2 separate regions of the Capsicum annuum genome follow, and region 1 is linked to region 2. Evidence: chromatin contacts called from public Hi-C data. All regions are on one chromosome and are shown on one strand. Each heading gives the region's core, a stretch centred on a gene start, on an enhancer-like site or on the middle of the called end of the contact. The rest is flanking DNA. Distances are from core to core; before and after follow the strand shown.

Region 1 (2,700 bases), core at 189-2,688, 250 kb after region 2:
GATATTGACTTTTCTATTAATGTTTAGCAAGAACCAAGCCCATCTCTATTCCTCTGTATAGGATGGCCCTAGTAGAATTGAAGGAATCAAAGGACCAGTTGTAGTAATTGCTAGATAAGGGATTCATCCGACCTAATATATCACCTGTGGTGCACTTATCTTAATTATATGGTGATTATCAGTAGTTGAATAAGGTGACAATTAAGAATAATCCTTTATCTTATGTTGATGACTAGTTCAATTATTTTAGGGTGCTTTTGTATTTTTGAAGATTGATTTAAGGTTCAGGTATCATCAGTTGAGGATTAGAGCTTTGGATATTCCAAAGTTATCTTTTTGGAATCGATACGGTCATTATGATTTCTTGGTCATATCATTGGGTTAACTAATGCCCTAGTCGCTTTCACGGAGTTGATGAATAAGGTGTTTCGATCATTTCCCAACTCTTTTGTCATTATTTTATTGATGATATCTTTGTTTACTACAAGAGTAAGGCGGACCATGAAAAGCATTTGTCGATTGTACTTTGGAGATTGAGAGATGAAAATTGCATGCTAAGTTCTTCAAGTGTAAGTTTTTGTTGAATTCTATCTTTTTCTTAGGTCATGTGGTGACCAAGGATGGTATCATAGTCAATCCATCCAAGATTGCAGTGATTCATGATTGGGCTAGGCCTACTTCTCCTAACGAGATTTAGAGTTTTGCTAACTTAGCAAGCTACTATTGTCACTTTGTTGAGGGGTTCTCATCTATTGTGGCTTTTTCGACAAGATTGACTCAGAAGAAGATTTCTTTTTAGTTGAGCTTCCAAAACTCAAGGATTTGTTGACCGCAACTTCTATCTTGACTTTTACCCATAGAGGTCATAGTATTTTCAATTTTTGTGATGATTTTGATGTCGAGCTAGGTTTTATTTTGATATAGGGGGTAAGGTAATTACATATTCTTCTAGCCAGTTAAAGCATCATCAGAAGAAATATCCTACCTACCATTTGGAGTTATGTGCGGTGGTTTTATCTTTGAAGTATTAGAGATACAATTTTTATGGAGTTTATTATGGGATCTTCTCTAATCACAGTAGCTTTTAGTATTTCTCACTACTAGAAATTACCCCTATTGCAACGAACCTTTTGAAAACGGTTCCAAAAGCATTGCAATAGATGGTCTATTGCAACAGTTCCAACCATTGCAAAAAAAATTGTTCTAGTAGTTTAATAACCATTGCGATTGGTGGATTACCATTGCAATAGGGTATGGTATAGAAATGACTTCTGTAACCGTTGCCATAGAGTCACTTATGGCAACGCATTTTTGAGAAAAAAAACCCTATTGCATTGATTTTCATTTTTCCCTCTCTATTTTTTCACAGATTCTGCCAAAAGTTTAAAAATATATAATAAAAATTAAAAAAATATATTACAAAAATTAAAAATATATATACACAAAATAACATTTCAGTACAGTACTATCTCATCAACTCTCTCACTCAGTCGACAACATAGCGTCGACTTCCAAGCCACTGCGATCGTCGTTCCGACCGCCGCTACATTCGCTGCTCCGACCATCAATCCAATTTACAATTGCCCGACAGAAAATTAGCAGTGCTGACAAAACATTAGGTACTTTTCTTTGTTATCTATTGGGTAGAATTAAATCCCATGAGTTTATGCTTAATAGCTTGCTTTTCATAATGTGAATTGATATAGTTACTTAGGTAAGTGATTTAAGAAGTTTTGTTCTTTAGAATCTATATGTTTGTTTGCGAATTTCTGAAATCTGGTGAAATTTCTGTAGATTGTACTGGAGATTGTGTTAAATGTGCTATGTTTGATTTTCTTGGTTACTTAGGTAAGTGATATAGAAATTTTAAATCTTTAGAATCTGCATGCCTATTCACTTTTTGTAGGTTATATAAGACAATAGGAAAGAAATGTGTTATTTTGATCATCTTTGCTAGCCTGTTATTTGCTACTGTAAAACTTTCTTGATTGATGCTTGTTGCGTATGTACACTACACTTACCCTCCTCAGACCCCACTTGGTGGGAATATACTGGGTACATTTTTGTTGTTGTTGATACGCTTTGAGGAAATTCCAGGCTAATTATTTTAACTTTGTTAATTCTCCAAAAGGAACCCCCTGCTCCTTACATGCTTCTTTAGAAAAAGCACTGGTCCAGATGTCACCCCTTTACCCTTCAAATTTTGCCTTAAAATCTGCTGGGTAAAGGAGCTGCTCATGTTATCTTCTCCTGCCACCACTCTCATCGATAATCTATCTAGAGCTGCATATTATACTTGAGTCCTCCATTTTCGACTGTCACCTCTTTGGGAATACTACTATCATCGCCATGAACTCTAATCCTCTCCTATTAGAGATGATTTCTCAATTGTATTTCCTCTTCTGTTTCGATCCAGCCACCACAATGATCACCAATGGTTTTAAAAAAATTATGAGACAATAGGTAAAGTGGAAGATCTATTCTGGTCCAGATTGAAGTTGGCCATCCTATCTCCTTCATATTGCTTGCAGTAAATTAAATGATAAGGGAAGCTGAGGAGGAGGATGGCAGTATAGTCACTCCATTAGAGGAAAAACCTGCAGCTCCTCGTAATCGACCCAAATGGGAAGTTGAACCTTCATCTAAGTAGTCTTCATTTGTTAAAAGTGAAATAATAATCTATAAGTGGTTTCTTGGTAC
Region 2 (2,700 bases), core at 118-2,617:
GATGAAATGATTGTTTATGCTAATCCTAATCATCATGCTATGAGGAATTTGTGTTCGTTTATTCTTCTTTTGATTTTGCAAGGTATGGATTCGAGGTCGAATCCTTTTCAAGAAGGGGAGGATGATACGGGCCAAACGGTCATCATAGCTTTTGAAGACATCATTAGATACCAACACTCAAAGACTCAAGCTTTGGTCACCTTGAGGACACAAGAGCATGCATGGAGGACCCGTTTGGAGCATACCATAAAGCAATCCCACGTGTTGAAGGTTGTTTGGGGGATTGCCTTTGATGTATACCTAAGACTACAAGTTGAGCCTACGACTTTGGAGCTTGAAGAAGGCGACTTTAGAGTGTTGGAACTCATTAGGGCATTTTAGTGATTACATATGTTGATTCCAAACACCCCATGACAGCTCCTCTCTCATTAAGGGTGTTGTAGTTATTTTCCTTTAATTTGTAATAGCCTATAAATAGTCTTCTATTAGGTCATTTGCTCTTTAGTTTGATTGATGAAGAACATATGAAAGACTTTCTTCTCTCCTTGAGAGTGTAACACCTTTAGAGTAAGGCTTGGAAAAGCCAAGTAGTTAGTATAAGGCTTGGAAAAACCAATATTGTTCTCTTACTTAGAAATGGTGGTTCATGAGGTGAGTTGATTTCCTTAGCGGTCACCATAAGAAGATGGGTGTTTGATGTTGCGACTTTGAGGGTCTTTACATTTGATATACGTTTCGGTTCTCTTTGTTTCGTAAGATCTTATGTCTTTTTAACTATCATTTACTTTATTGCATTACTTGTGTGTTTGTATCCTTTTGTTCTTGTCTCCGTTTCTTTATGTTGTTGCTGTCCGTGTGTTGTTCATTGTGTTCTTGGGTTTGTCTTGAGTTTGTGGACTGTTTTTAGCTTTCGTAGATCGTTCCGTTATCGTGAATCCAAGGTAACAAGAACTCTCTTAAAATTCCACCCACAATTTTAGAAAAATCACAAATTATACACAAAATTACTGTAACAAAACCTAAGAGTAAAATGCCGGCAATATTTATAATATTTCCCAATCAAATTTTATTGTGATTCATGATGTCGTGCCTATTGGGATGATAGGCCATCACTAGATCCACCTTTCCACAAATTTGCAGAAGCTCTATCTTGCCGGTTCAGAGAAATCAACCCCGACGAAGATGGATAAAATTCTGTGTAATAGTGTATAAAATTATGTATTATTATATATGGGTATATAAATACCTCTTATAATTTTGTATATTAATATTAGATCAATAATATTGTATAGCAATTTTTTTAAATATTTTTATTATTAAAAAATATATGAAAGTTTGGTATATTATTGTATACCCGAATTGTATTTTGGGTTATAATGTAAATTTGAAATATCCCAAAAGTTTTTCTCTTTGACGAGACAAACGGAAGGAGAAAACTAGCGCACAAAATAAAAGATTGAGGCGTCGAAGATCAGATGTTAAAGCAACTGCATTCCCAGTTAGGAGAGAAATCCAAGTCACCTCCTTCTTCCGTAACAAATAGCCAATAATTTGAGAGAGATCCATATCCAATCCGCCATTTTTCCTTTCCCAAAACCCTATTTTAATGTCAACATTTGCTGCAAAATTCCCATAATCTCACCCTATTGGGAAGCTATAGAATAATGATAAATAGTACCGTTGATGACAACGGCCACGCCCAAATTCCTGATCAAGAACATCACTGCCACTGTTGTCATTTTCATAGTCAAAATCAGCAGAAGCCCCCTGCACCCATACCCAAGTGCCTACCAAAGCGCATAATTTTGGTTCGTCACGGAGAGAGCGAAGGGAATAGAGACGACGCCATGTACACCATCACGCCCGATTATAGGATCCCGCTAACTCCCAAGGGAATTGATCAAGCCAAGGAAGCTGGGTCTCGCATTTTTGACATGGTTTCTGATAATAGCTCCTCAGATAATTGGAAGGTCTACTTCTACGTCTCCCCATACGTGCGAACACGTTCCACCCTAAGGGAGATGGGCAGGGCATTTTCCAGACGGAGAGTGCTTGGCGTGAGGGAAGAATGCCGAATTAGAGAACAAGATTTTGGTAATTTTCAAGTGGCGGACCGCATGAAAGCGATCAAGGAGACTCGGGAGAGATTTGGCCGCTTCTTTTATCGTTTTCCTGAGGGAGAATCAGCTGCTGATGTTTATGACAGAGTTTCCAGTAAGCATATTTCTCTCTCTCTCTCCCTCTCTGTACCTACTTCATTCTCTCTATGACTATGCAGTTAGGTTTTGACTTAAACACACTTGGGGTCGTTTGCTAGTTGGGTAGGATAATGCAGTACTAATAATGTAGGTATTAGTTATGCCGATATTAATTATTCCACATTCTACCATGAAATATAATACACCAATTCCCTCATAACTTATACATGTATTAGTTATGAGGGTTTCTAAAGTGCAAAATAGACGTCATAATAATTTTATGCATGAATGACATGCATCCTAACTAGCTACCAAATGTTTTGTAACTTATATAAAAATTAATACATGGATAAGCTAACTCTTTACTTGACGAGAAGTGCTTTCTCGCCAGCAAACTCATACGTACACACACTTAGGAACACCCCTTTCTGCATATTCAAACAAGACTCTAGGAATTGATAAGAAACAATAGAACAACTGGCCATTCGAGACCAGGTATTTA

What was found. Hi-C and Micro-C count contacts between places; a contact is called where the count stands out from the background.
Region 1: a Hi-C map of leaf shows a contact between it and region 2, with 1.7 times the contacts expected there. The contact joins the promoter of LOC124885282 here to the promoter of LOC107845625 in region 2. A contact is called at or near these places in 2 of 5 Hi-C or Micro-C datasets (leaf and placenta).

What each region holds. Positions count from the first base shown.
Region 1 is chr10:117,504,619-117,507,318 of UCD10Xv1.1, forward strand. LOC124885282 reads left to right here and starts at 1,439. Exons shown (of 7, transcript XM_047398121.1): 1 at 1,439-1,619.
Region 2 is chr10:117,250,275-117,252,974 of UCD10Xv1.1, forward strand. It overlaps LOC107845625 (phosphoglycerate mutase-like protein AT74), which reads left to right and starts at 1,368. Exons shown (of 2, transcript XM_016690054.2): 1 at 1,368-2,214. The coding sequence starts at 1,665.